Linked DNA regions of Oryctolagus cuniculus: region 1 is linked to region 2. Evidence: chromatin contacts called from public Micro-C data. All regions are on one chromosome and are shown on one strand. Each heading gives the region's core, a stretch centred on a gene start, on an enhancer-like site or on the middle of the called end of the contact. The rest is flanking DNA. Distances are from core to core; before and after follow the strand shown.

Evidence for each region. A called contact is a pair of places that touch in the nucleus more often than the background predicts.
Region 1: a contact with region 2 is called in a Micro-C map of ear pinna, with 6 times the contacts expected there. The contact joins the promoter of PRR16 here to the enhancer-like site in region 2. A contact is called at or near these places in 3 of 6 Hi-C or Micro-C datasets (ear pinna, skin fibroblasts and an unstated tissue).

The regions. Positions count from the first base shown.
Region 1 is chr6:10,329,975-10,337,019 of mOryCun1.1, forward strand. It overlaps PRR16 (proline rich 16), which reads left to right and starts at 3,802. Exons shown (of 3, transcript XM_051843344.2): 1 at 3,802-4,197.
Region 2 is chr6:9,358,376-9,365,335 of mOryCun1.1, forward strand. HSD17B4 (hydroxysteroid 17-beta dehydrogenase 4) reads left to right here. Exons shown (of 24, transcript XM_008254935.4): 5 at 1,114-1,135; 6 at 1,242-1,288; 7 at 2,841-2,925; 8 at 4,416-4,603. Among named protein-coding and RNA genes, the nearest start is that of HSD17B4, 22 kb to the left of the region's middle. Within about 2 kb of position 4,041, at least 2 of the 8 cell types and tissues checked have an H3K27ac peak or open chromatin away from gene starts, as enhancers often do. A contact at or near this core is called in ear pinna, where this site is marked.

The sequences.
Region 1 (7,045 bases), core at 2,552-5,051, 970 kb after region 2:
TGATTCATCTTTCTCTAGCCCTCCTACTCTCCCCTCCCCAGCCTCTGGTGACCACTATTCGATTCTCAACTTCAGTAAGATCAACTATTTTTTTGAACTTGAGAGCCAGATACAGACAGAGGACTCTCATATGCTGACTCAGTGCTCAAATGCCCAGAACCATCAGGGCCAGGCTAAGCCAAAGCCAGAAGCCAGGAACTCAAGCCAGGTCACCCATATGGGTGGCACAAGGCCCAACGACTTGAGCCATCATTTCCTGCTCCCGGAGTCCTCTTCAGCAAGAAGCTAGAATCAACTGTGGAGTCCAGACTCGAACCTAGGCACTCGGATATGGAATGTGGGCCACCCAACTGGTGCCTTAACCACTAGGGCAAATGCCAGCGGCCCCATACCAACATTTTTAGATTCCAACACTAGTGAGATGATGCAGTGTTTGCTCTTCAGCGTTTGGTTTATTTCACTTAATATTTTCCAGGTTGATTCATATTGTTGCAAATTACACGATTTCATTCCTTTTATCTATGAATAGTATTCCAAAGTGCAAAAATACCACATTGTTTCATCCCTTGAGGAACATTTGGGTTGATTTCATGTCTGGAGTATCACGAATAATACCACAACAAACATTGGGATGCAGCTGTCTCTTGAACATTTATTTTATTTGCTTGGGGATTGCTGGATCATATGGTAGTTCTGTTTTTCGATAATATAAAGAGAACAGCTTTCATAGGTATAGACAGTTCTAAGAAGATAACCATACTTCTCTCCCTCCTCCTCTCCCTCAATCCCCTCCTTCTTATTTTTGTTTAATTTCTCCAATGACATAATTTTAGTCTACTCTATAATCACAGGCTTAATTCACCATCAATCATAATATTCAAGACATGAGAAGTAGGAAGACTGCAGTTCCACAAGATTGAAACAAGGGCTAAAAACAACAGTCAAATCACAAGATGCCTGTTTTCATTCCTATACTTTTTTCTGTATTCTTTTATGGTACTTCTATTTTTAATTTTCTGAGGAAACTCTATACTGTTTTCCATAATTAATGTGCTAATTTAAATTGCCACTAAGGCTGTCCATTCTCCACATCCTCACCAGCACTTCTCATGTCTTGTCTAAGTGGAATGAGGTGGTATCTCATTGTGGTTTTGATTTGCCTTTCCTTGATGATTAGTGATGTTGATGGTTTTTTCTTGTACTTCTTGGGCATTTCATTCTTCTTTGTCTATTGTCCATTTTGAAATCAGATTTGCTTTTTTTCTATTATTTTTGTTCCATTTATATTCTGGATATTAATCCTGTGTCAGGTGCGTAGGTTGCAGATACATTCTCCCATTCCCTACAAAATATCTTGGGAACATTTTGTCCATCTGGAGATTTAAAAAGTATATCAGGATCTGCTCTTGGGAGTTAGTTCTTAAGGATCAGTTGCAGTGAATGAAACTCACATGTGCATGCACCATACACTCAACTAGGAATGAGAAGGGTTTGCACCTGAAGAGACCACCACTAGGTGATCTTCTATAATTACCCAGTTGTTCCTGCAGCAGAACTCAGAAAATGAGGAATCAACAAAGAATATGGTTCCGGTGTGCAACCCCTTCTGTAAAGGAGCAACACTCTCCGGTAATTATAATGCATTATCCTAAGTTTGCAAGTAACGTGGTTGGGTGTGCATTCATGCGCAGCCCACACTGGTACACAGTCACGCTGATGGACTCATCCACAGTTTCATCAGGCGTCAGCTTTGCTGTGTGGTCCCTACATTTTGGCTCTCAAACTTCATGCAGGCTCTTGAGAGCCAAGGGGAGCCAAAATAATGGAAGAGTTTCACCAAAGGGTGCTACAAAAACAAGTAAGTAAATTTGATTGCCATTCATGCATCCTTTACATTCTAACCCTTTCTCGCTTTTAGCTCTCTTTATAAAATATTCTCTAGGAAGACTTTATGAAGACTTGCTGACAGCCATCCTTAATGACCGAAGAGAGCATTAACACACTTAGCACTGCTGTTAACTCTCCCTTGCAGCCAACTCCGTGTTTTATGTAGACAGGTGGAGCACAGCCCTGTGCAAGGGTACATTGTGATGGGGAAGGGAGTGGGGTGCGTTAGGCAGTATGAAGGACCCAATTTTGAAACAGTAGCAGCGACGGCTATCACAGCCCAGGTTTTTCTGTTTCATCTTTAGGGAAGGAGATTCAGAATTGAAGGGGCGTAACCTTCGTCTCTTAAATCCCGATGCCTAAAGTCACTCTACTTTTCAGTTTTCAGACCTACCTGACACTACTGCTGGGTCGAAAACTCAGCTCCAGAGGCGAAGTACTTTCTCTTTTTTTTTCTTGCTGGCTGCTGAGCCCTCTGACCACTTATCCTTCTTTAGCTGTGAGACACGAGTGTCACGAGTGATCAGGATTTCGTGCCGTGATTAAGATAAAGCTCTAGAGATGCAAAGGGGCTGGGCCATCTATTCCCCTGCCCTGGGAGATCTCAAGCCTACGACTTACTTAGCCTTTCTGACCCTTTCTTCTCTTTTCGCCTTCTCTTCACCCTACTTTTTAACTTCTTCCAGCAGCAGCTACTTTCCACCTTTCCTCTTCGTCCTCTGCTTTTTCAGGGCTGTGCCGTATTCCTTGTGACCCACCTCTTGTTTTATCCCCCCCCCCCACTGTTGCCTTTCTTCTTGTATATTCCAAATGCAATTCCCAAAGGGTCTGTCAGGAATCACACAGTAGAAAGTGCTTGGCGGCTAGAAAATTGAGTAACTGGGGAGAGAGAGGGAAGCTTGGTGAGCCTCATGGGGTGTCAGAGACAAGAAGCGCCCCGGCCGCCAAGGCGCCCAGGCTCTTAGCAGCCGGCAGCGCCAGGAGCCAGGAGCGCACGGGCTTGCCATGAAGCCAATCAGCAGGACCTGGCGGGTTCCCTTGAACTCTGCTCCCTGGGTCTTTCTGGACCGAGCGCTCTGGAGTTTCCTGTTTGTTTTGGGAGCCCGAGACTTGACAGCCAGGCCAAAGCGGCGTGGGAGGAAAGTTACCGGCAGCCTTCTGGTTAGCGCCCTCCGGAGGAGCTCGGTGCGGGCTCTGTGTCGCCTCCACGCCACGCGGGGGGCACGGAGGGAGGAAAGCCGGTCACACACGCAACACCACCACCAACCACACACCCAGGCCAGAGGAGCTGGCACTGGCGAGCACGCAGCCAAGATGACTCAGACTGGCTCTGGGGGTTCTGGCGTGGGGACTTGGGGCGCGAACGCGGTGTCATCCGCGGTGCGAACGCGTCTGCTCGGTCCTCGCTCGAGAACGCGGGTTAGAGCCTGGCTCCAGGCCGCGGCGCTGGTCTCTACCTTCCCCCCATCCCCCGGCCCGCTCGATGTCTGCGGAACTCGCTGGTTGTGGGAGAAACGCGGGAGGTCTCCGGACGCTGTGTGGTCCCGGACAAGCAATTAGGGTCACTTCCCTCCAACTCCAAATCTCCCGGTGCCTCTCCCCAAACTGATCCGGGTCTCCGCCCGCGGGCGGGGCCGGAGGAACGCGGGCCAGGTGTGAGCCGGCGCCCCGAAGCCCCGGTGCGGTGCAGGGGGCGTTCCAAGACCAGCACTGGGGCGGGCGAGGGCGCGGGCAGCTCGGGGACTCGCGGCCCCGAACCCCGACGCCCAGCGCGGCGCAGAGGGCCCGAGGGCGCGCCGGGGCGCTGCCGCTGCCACCGCCGCTGCCACGCTGCGCGGCGGCCCGGCGCGCCCCTCTGCGGGCGGGGAGCGAGCGTGTGCGCGGCGCGGGCGGCGGGCGGCGGGCGGAGGCGCAGGCGCGCTGCTCGCCCGTCTGCGGCCCCGCGCCGAGCGCCGCGGCTCGCGAGTCGATGGCAGCATCGCGGTGCGGCCGCGCGGCCGAGCGCCGAGCGCCGCCGCCCGCCGCCGCCCGGGGAGCGCCCAGGATGTGGGGGGACCGGAGCGGCCGCGGCCGGAGCAGCGCCAGCGACGAGGGCGCGCAGCAGCGTCCGCTCGCCCGCCTGTGCTGACCTGCCTCTCGCGCCCCCAGAGAATGTCAGCCAAGTCCAAGGGGACCCCCGCCTCGTCCTCTCCAGCCGAGGGGCCGCCGGCAGCCTCCACGACCAAGGTGAAGGAGCAGATCAAGATTATCGTGGAGGATCTGGAATTAGTCCTGGGGGACCTGAAGGACGTGGCCAAAGAACTTAAGGAGGTGAGGGGCGCGGGCTGGGCTGGGCTGGGGGCCGGGCGCGCCTCGCCGCGGGGGTCCCGGGTCTCTCCAGGCTGGGGAGCGCAATGTTTGCAAACTCTGGGGAACCGCGGAGACGCCTGCACGCGGACTTTTCTTTGCTCGGGGGCCTCTTGAAAGAGTTGTTCTTGCACTTAAAAAAAAAAAAAATCAGGGCGAAATCAACTAGTGTTTCCTCGACGGGGCCGGCGGCGGGGGGCGTGTGTCAGCCGAGCCGTGCGCAGCCGGCGGGCGTGCGCGGCGCTCTCCTGCCCTGCGCTGCCCGGGACTCCCGGCCAGGGCGCTCTGCCTGGCAGCTCCCGAGCCGCAGCTGGGGGAAGCCGGGTTCCGGGCCGTGGGCCAGGGCAGCGAGGGGACGCCCGCCCCCGCTCCCTGCGGGCGCCCAGAGCCCCGCGGGGCCGAGGGCTACCGGGGCCGCTGCGGGAGGAGCTTGGCCCTGGGGACGTGGAGGGGCTTTGGGACTTTTCTCACTTTTGCGGTTCCCACAGCATCCCCTGCGCCCCTCGGAGTGCTGCGCGCCGACACTCTGGGCCTCCCCGCCTCGCCCCGTCCTGTCGCTACTTGGCGGGGACCCCGGGCGGCAGGGCTCGCGTGCAGGGCGCACGCGCTGGGGTCTCGGCACAGCGTCCCGGCGCTCCGGGACCAGCTTCGTGTCCCCGTCCCCCATCCCACCTCGGCCTCCCTCCCTCGGCCAGGCCCAGCGATCCCGAGGGAGAGAAGCCGAGACTGTGCCGGGGCTGCGGCTGCGTAACTCGGGCGGCGGGGCGGGGCAGGGGCGGCCAGGAGGGGTGGGGTCTCCCGCGGGCCCGGGGAGGGAGCCCGCGGCCGGGCGCCGCAGGAGCCGGAGCTGAACTTCCCAGGCGGGGGTGGCAGCGAGGTGTGGGGCGTGCGTCGTCCAGGGCCGGGATTGCCCGGCTTCTGAAGCCATAGGAGGGGGTGGGTGGGGTGGGGTGGGGGGTTCCTGGGGTCTCCTGCGGTGTCGAGTGAGGCGAGAGTCCATCAGTCCACCTCCACCTCTCCCCGTCACCGCTTGGAACTGAACTCCAAATCTGTCACCAAACTGAGGTCTGTAAAAAGAAAGAAGAAAATAAAAAACCCGGCCCGGTGGTCGCCGGGGTTCTCCGGTGGCAGCTGTCGCCCCTGTAGGGTGCCCTGCAGACCGGAGTCGGGCAGCGGCAGGTGGGGGGACGCGGAGACCTCCGGGTTGTGCGCGCTGCCGCCGGGCTTCTGGGGATGGCCGCCCTACAAGTGGCTGGCGGATGCAGGGGCTCCGCGTGGAAGCCGGGTCCGGAGACGCTGCTCCCGTCTGTGTTGTCCCTTAGTCTGACGTGCCTGGCAGGCTGTGTTTTCATCTGAGGCATTATGACGTTAAAAAAAAAAAAAAAGGGCACGTTCCTTTTGGCACGAGTGCGCCTGGTAGCTGGGTTCCCGAGGCGAGGCGAGGCGCGTGGGGAGCTTAGGGAGGTGGGGCGACTACCCCAGCTGGGCTGGGCTGAGGGTGGTCACCATGTGGCCTCCGCGGGCCCTGCTTGCTCGCGCGATGACGGGCGCATCAGTCCAGCCGGAGCCCTGCACGCCTGGTGCTGGTTCTGCCAGGCTTTGGAGACCCACGCAGACCTGGAGGGAAGGTGCTCACTCTTCAGTTCTTGGTCGGAATCACAGAGTTAGAAATCAGGGAGGCTGCTGATCTGTCAACCTGTGTTTTCTCTTACTTGAGGATGTCTTTAGGGGGATGGGAAAAAAAACCCAGGTAGTTCATCAAAGAATTTAAAAAAAAAAAAGCATAGTTGATGTGTGTGCGACCAAGCAGATGCAGGGACTGACTGAGGGGGGGATTCGGCTTGATGCTTTAGAAGCTGTGAGCGTGCGCTAGGAGCTGTGTGGGTACAGATCTCAGCTGATAGTGGAGTGGGTGAGTGATAAGGGACCTGACGTTGGTGACTTCTGTAGGTTTGAACATGGGAGCAGACGCAGCATGGCTGGGTCTGAAAACAGTGACTGTTTCTGTAATGTGAGTTGAAGTTATTTTGAGAACAAAATATTTATAGGGCATGTTTAACCCTTGCCCTGTTGCAGTTGTCCTGCGTTTATCTTTTTAGTGTAATACTGCATATGTGACTGGGACAAGACTTTGATAGTTTCGAATAAAGGAATAGCTTAAAACTTTGCAGATAACAAAGCTTATTGGTTTCTGTAGGTATGGCTTAGAAATGCAAATGCTGCTAGCTGTGGGATTCAATATTCTGGCGATTTATAATTACATACATGTGTATTTAGACTTCTCATACCTTTATTGGCAATGTATGTAATCTATGTACCATAGATTAGCAGTGAGCTTTTAGTAATATGGAACATACTCGCTGCCATTTTTTGTTGTGTTTCATTCTAATTAAGATGCAGCTTTCTCTCTCTCTCTTTTTGAATGTCCTATCCTTTATCTTTGTATAAACTGTACCAACATTTGACATTTATTTGAAATTGTTTTTGTTTTTAGAAATTTTCTGGACTTTAGCCATGACTAATTCAGGTAGCACGGTGGATCCAAATAAGCTAGTAGAACTGCCTGAAACACTTCAATAATTAGTAACAAAACTCCAGTCTGTCCAGCAAAAAGAGCTGCTATTATGGATATCATTTGTGGTTGAGTATATTAACTTAATTGGTTATAATTAGAACATGCATTGGAGGAAGGGAAACCGGATTTCTAGAAAGACTAAGAGCAGTTTTATTATACGCTGAGACCTCACATAACTTCAGTTTTCAGAAATAATGAGTCATTTTCCCTTCTATGCTATAATGGAAAAGCCTTAAA
Region 2 (6,960 bases), core at 2,791-5,290:
GCTTATCCTGTCTTATTCCCTAAAGGACTTAGGGTTAGAGTTTTGTGGATTTGTGTGTTGAGCTTGTTTTTTTATTGCTTTGTGCACTCCAAGTTCTTTAAAAAGCTCACCCATATTTGCCAGTGCCCTTTTTACGGTAATTCAGCTGAGCCTCAGAGATGTGTATGAGATAAAATTAGTATTTAGGCAGTAGAAAGCCCTGTGTATTCTTTTGGATAATTGTAGCAACCTGCATTAGATGATCCACCATCATGCAAGTTAATTAAGATGAATTGCATACAGTAAAACATCTTCCTTTTCAAGAAGCATTTCAGATACATTGCAGAGTCCTTGTCTGTCTCATCTTCTGACTTTCCCAGTTTAGTTTTGTACACTCTTCGTACAAGGTTGTGGAGTTACTAGAGGTAAAGATTTTTGCAGATAGCTCAGCATGCATACAATCTGAAACACATGATTTTTGGTGAGTTGAATGTGCACCCTCCTTTTCTTGTCTGGTTGAGTAGTTTTGTTTTTCTGATTTTGTTTGGTTGGCTTCATCAGAGCCAGCTTCACATACTGTCTGGTAGAGGGGTAGAGTCCATGAGGCTGTGAAGTCACAGGGTGGAAGTAGCCACAAGATGGTGACTGAACCTTAAACAATAAGAATTTTTGTGATATCCAAGTATCAGGATAGGGCATTAGTTTCGAATGTGTCAAGGTAGACTATTAGTTTCTAACTTTAATGTTTCTTTTTGGGATTTTAAATGGCAAACCTTTGGGAAAGTACTTTCACCATGCAGCTTTCCAAATGAATATTGGGTTAAGGTAAAGGATGGCTTCTATTTCCAGTCTTCAGAAGCTGAGAGCTGTGCAGCGGCCCGTCTTCTGGTGGAAGGTGGAGGTGGGAGCACTTAGCGAGAGAGGAAGGTGCTGGCGGAATGCAGTACTTGTGCATTTGTGAGCTGGGTTTTCCTGCTGTAGATACTTGGTTTGGTTTTGACAGGCCTCCCTACCTCTGACATTTAGTTTTCTATGGAGAGCAGGGACCGGTTTTTAAAGAATGGTGAGTTTTAAGCAAATGCAGATTAATGTACTTGCTTTGATCTTTGTGACGTGTGTCTTCTTGTGTTGTAGATGTTGTGGTCAACAATGCTGGGTGAGTTTTTCTTTATTCCTTTTTATTAAAGTAATGTGCATGCAGCTGTCTTTTCAATTATGTAGCTTCCATCCCTTTGTAACCCCATATAATATCAATTTTTCAGAATTCTGAGAGACCGTTCCTTTGCTAGGATAAGTGATGAAGACTGGGGTAAGTTATTTTTAACGAGTCTCTGTAGAACAGACTTATCCATTTAGCCTTTTTAAATATTTGATATGTTTATACATTTGAGGAAAAGTTACCTTACTATCCTACTTGTGCTGCTGCTACTATAAGAGGTGAATAAGCTGTGTACGGAAAACAATGAATACTTGGAAGTAACCTTTTTTTCTGGCATTCGATAATTAAAAACAAAATTAATCGTTCGGCAGTCTGTCTCTACAAGGATTTTGTTTGTTTCCATTCAGGAGAAATAAATAAATGCTGGCACTGCCCAGCAGTGTTCACTTCCTTCTCCGAGCCTTTCGCTTGCTTCCCCGGCTGTGCGGCTCTTTGTTCAGAGCAAAAGCAGGAAGTGGAAGGCAGTGCAGGGCAGTAAAGATGATGGAGATCTGAGAACACGCTGGACAAAACCTAGCTTCTAGTAAGGAGGACAAGAGTCCCTCTTCCCCTGGCACATCATAGAGACTGAGTTTGGAAAGTGAACACATCACTGTTAAATTTTTTTTATTTGCTCTTTTTTCTCTTTACACTCATTGACCGTCAGAATTAAAACAAGTGCACGGAGGTGCCCGTGGCACTGGCCGGCCTGGCACCAGAGGTGCGACGCTGGCATCACTGTTTGTAGTTGTGCCTCTGGGGAGCGCCTTCAGAAGTTCTTGTGGAAGAAGCGAAGCATCTTTGTGACTTAGAATCAGACGAAGGAGAGCTCTTAGTTTCCACTTCGTTTGTAATGACTTGAATAAATAAAGAAGCAAGGAAAGATGCTGGCAAAGGCGGCCTGTGTCGCTATTTCCTGGAGCTGTGGTGGGACCGGGGGGTTTCTTTCTTGACTTTGTCCTGCTGAGTCAACCACTCCTGAGTGCCCTGTTCTGTTTTCAGTGTTTGTTTTCATTGCTACTTTCTTCTTCTATGATAAACATAAAAATATTTGTTAGAACTCCAGAGTGAAACAGAAATAAGTAAGAATGGTTAGAACAACAATAAAAACCTTGACAGTTAAATAAAAATAGATCCTGAGATGTCTGTCTGAACAGGGTTCCCTCGTGGTCTGTATTGAAACCCTGAAAGCAGGTGCTCTTCTACCTCCCAAACTCATTTGCAAACCTTAGTAAAAATAGGAATGGAGTATTTTATAAATATTTGTTGGTGACGAGCGGTGTCACTTATGATTATGCTTTGGCTGATGTTAGATTTGAGTGCCAATTATATATGTGACATTCTTGGATATTGTTGGTACCAAGTTTTTATGTAAAATAAGCATAAATCAGACATGGTATTGTACTGAGATGTAAATAAGGATCACCATAATTTTATAAATTACAGGGAAACTTGTGTTAAGTATGGATATGAACTGTTGACTGGTAACGCCTAATTGTAACAAAAGCGAAAATAGTTACTCAGAAAGGAATGAGACAATCGGCGATTTTGAATGCTGGGTATGAAATGAGCATGTTTATATTAGGAAAGCATGGGTTAAGTTGATTTTTAGACACGTGTAACTTTTGACAAGACGTGTATTAAGGCTCACTTCTCGCTTCAGATATAATCCATCGAGTTCATCTGCGGGGCTCCTTCCAGGTGACTCGGGCCGCGTGGGACCACATGAAGAAGCAGCGCTACGGAAGGTGCGGTTGCATGTTGCGTCGGGCGCTGTGGAGGATGGTGTGTGTGCTCGCTGCAGCGAGGGGTTGTACAAAGTGAGGGAGGGATTGCTTGCATTGAGGAGAACATGAGATATTTACAGGCTTTTAAAATGTTGTTTTGGTATGTGTGCTTTTCAGTAAGTTGGTGCCATTTAGTCACAGATGAGCTCAGTAGCCTTGTATTTCTTCTCATCCCCTACTTTTCATTCTTAATGATTTCCTGCTGTTCTCTAGCATTTAGAAGGTCGTGCATGGCCGGCGCCGCGGCTCACTAGGCTAATCCTCCGCCTAGCGGCGCCGGCACACCGGGTTCTAGTCCCGGTTGGGGCGCCGGATTCTGTCCCGGTTGCCCCTCTTCCAGGCCAGCCCTCTGCTGTGGCCAGGGAGTGCAGTGGAGGATGGCCCAGGTGCTTGGGCCCTGCACCCCATGGGAGACCAGGAAAAGCACCTGGCTCCTGGCTCCTGCCATCGGATCAGCGCGGTGTGCCGGCCGCAGTGCGCTGGCCGCGGCGGCCATTGGAGGGTGAACCAACGGCAAGGGAAGACCTTTCTCTCTCTGTCTCTCTCTCTCTCACTGTCTACTCTGCCTGTCAAAAAATAAAAAAAAATAAAAAAAAAAAATAAATAAAAAAATAAAAAATAAAAATAAAAAAAATAAAAAAAGAAGGTCGTGCAGCCACTGAGGATTCAGCTGTGGGTGATTCTGTAACCAAAATGTCCTTTTGTGTGTCTAGTGATCAGTTGGGAGTGGCTGTTTCTTGCTGGTTGGTAATGGCCAGGCAGGAGTTAGTCTTTGTCAACAGCCACAGAGCTGTAGGGCTTCTCGCGAGTGCTCCTGTCAGTAACTCAGGTGTGGCTGTGCTAGGGCACTTACTCCATGCGGTCTGTTGCATGGGGGTGCCGGTCATCCCTGTTAATTGAGGGTTCACATACCCGCTCTAGAATCACATTGTTTGTGCTGCTGTTCTCAGTAGAGATTTAGAGCTTGTCCTCACTCCGGCACTTCTTGAGAATAAGTGAGATGATTTATTTTCCTTGGTCTGAGTCGAGTGAGCGAGGTTGGGTCAGGCTGAGCTGGCATTGTTTTGATGAGTCACTCAGTATGATTCAGACAGAGTGGGGTGGAAGGGCGAAGCGTGAAGAGCTGGGAACGCCTGCTCTCATGTTTCATGCAGAAAGTTCAACTTACATATTGCTGGTTCGTTTTGTGTCTTTAAATGTTGCTGTTGTTGATAGATAATGAATATACCTTATTATACTTAAATTCATTTGGTTCTGATGGAAGATTCTTTTCAAAACCGTTGAATCTTGTTGAATTTGCAGAGATTACTTTTATATTCATCATGACCATGAGAAGCTAGTGACAGTACCCAGAGTTGATTTTGAGGATCTCATACTGCGGACTGGGGCGAGAGTTGCAGCGTTGTCAGAGAGTGGGAAAGTTGACCTCGAGAGACTGATTTTCATTTCAGGATCATTATGACTTCATCCGCCTCAGGAATTTACGGCAACTTTGGCCAGGCAAATTACAGCGCTGCCAAGCTGGGCACTCTGGGCCTGGCAAATACGCTTGCCATCGAAGGCAGGAAGAGCAACATTCACTGTAACACGATCGCCCCGAACGCCGGATCGCGGATGACCCAGACGGTCATGCCTGAAGGTAGGCAAGCGTACGCGTTTCTACGCGGTGACCCACGTGGCTGCAGGGGGTGGCCTTTGCAAAAGCAGTGGGTTTTCTGAGTACGTACAAAGAAAAGAAATTATTTGGTTTGTTACTTCAAGAACATTCTGTGTAACCTGTGTTATTGTGGTAAATTACAAAAAGCACAAATGAGAAAAAGACCCATTTTACCACACTGAAGTAAGCTCTTGTTTTTTCGTCTACATACAAACATGCACACGCGCGCACACACACACACATTTGAAAGTATAGAATAATAACAGTATTATTGTTTATAATGATTACCATTTTGGCCAGCGCCACGGCTCACTTAGCTAAACCTCTGCCTGTGGCACCAGCATACCGGGTTCTAGTCCCAGTTGGGGCGCCGGATTCTGTCCTGGTTGCTCCTCTTCCAGTCCAGCTCTCTGCTGTGGCCCGGGAAGGCAGTGGAGGATGGCCCAAGTGCTTGGGCCCTGCATCCGCATGGGAGACCAGGAGAAGCACCTGGCTCCTAGTTTTGGAACGGCGCAGCGCACCGGCTGTAGTGGCCATTTTGGGGGTTAACCAATGGAAGGAAGACCTTTCTGTCTGTCTCTCTCCCTCTCACTGTCTAACTCTGCCTGTCCAAAAAAAAAAATTACCATTTTGAAAATAGACTCTGTAGAGTAGTTAGATGTACAGAAAAACTGGGCAGATAATGCAGAGTTCCCATACACCGCCACCCTCCACTCAGTTTCCGCTGTTCTTTTTTTTTTTTTTTTTTTTTTTGACAGGCAGAGTGGAGGACAGTGAGAGAGACAGAGACAAAGGTCTTCCTTTGCCGTTGGTTCACCCTCCAATGGCCGCTGCGGCTGGCGCATTGCGCTGATCCGAAGGCAGGAGCCAGGTGCTTCTCCTGGTCTCCCATGGGGTGCAGGGCCCAAGCACTTGGGCCATCCTCCACTGCCCTCCTGGGCCACAGCAGAGGGCTGGCCTGGAAGAGGGGCAACCGGGACAGAATCCGGCGCCCCGACTGGGACTAGAACCCGGTGTGCCGGCGCTGCAAGGCGGAGGATTAGCCTAGTGAGACACGGCGCCGGCCAGTTTCCGCTGTTCTTAACATCTTGCTGGGGTTTGGTGTATTTCTTTTTTTTTTTTGACAGGCAGAGTGGACAGTGAGAGAGAGAGACAGAGAGAAAGGTCTTCCTTTGCCATTGGTTCACCCTCCAATGGCCGCCGCGGCCGGCGCGCTGCGGCCGGCGCACCGCACTGATCCGATGGCAGGAGCCAGGTACTTTTCCTGGTCTCCCATGGGTGCAGGGCCCAAGCACCTGGGCCATCCTCCACTGCACTCCCTGGCCACAGCAGAGAGCTGGCCTGGAAGAGGGGCAACCGGGACAGAATCCGGTGCCCCGACCGGGACTAGAACCTGGTGTGCCGGCGCCGCTAGGCGGAGGATTAGCCTAGTGAGCCGCGGCGTTGGCGGTGTATTTCTTAGACTGATGAACTGGTGTTGATCCATTCTTGTTAGCCGAAGTTTGTAGTTCATGCTTGGATTCACATTTGTATTGTGCAGTTGTGTGGCCTTTCACAAATGCACAGAAATTTCTGTTTGTGGAGAGCTTCATTATCCTCTGGGTCTCACTTGTTTCTCTCCCCTGTTCCTCTGGAGTGCCTGGGGAGGTTGGAGCGGTTTCTTGTGGTGTTCAGGAAGTCCTATGGTATGGATGTGCCACAGTTTGTTTATTGAGGAGAATCTTGATAGCTTCCAGTTTTGGGCAGTTCTGAATGAAGCTACTGTAGACGTTCATGTGCAGGCTTTCGTGTGAACATTAGGTTTTCAACTCGTTTGAGAAGGGGTTGCTGGATGGTGTGCTAAGACTTGGTGTAGCTTTCTAAGAAACTGCCAGACTCTTCCAAAGTTGGCTGCACCATTTTGCATTCCCTTGAGCGAAGCACGCGGATTCCTGTTGCGCCTCGGCTTTGGCTGCATTTGTCGTCAATGTTTGGGCGTCATTCTGGTCGGTGTGTAGTGATACCTCTTGGTTGCTTTAGTTTGCAGTTCCCGAATGATGTGGTATTAAGCATTTCCCCATGTTTGTTTGCCTTTTATCTTTGGCAAAAATGTCTCTTTAGATCTTGGGGCTGTTTTTGGCTGGTTTTTTTTTATTGTCTAGAGTTCTTTGTGTATTTCTTAAGCTAGTCTTTTATCAGGTGCTTGTTTTGCAAGTACTTTTCGCCCAGCCTGTGGCTTGCCTTCCTGTTCTCTTCATGGCCTTTGCTTTAGAAGGATAAAATCACTGGGTACAGAATTCTAGGGCGGTGGCTTTTCTCCCTGACCCTTTGCAGAGATGGGTTCGCTTCCCTGTCCTCTG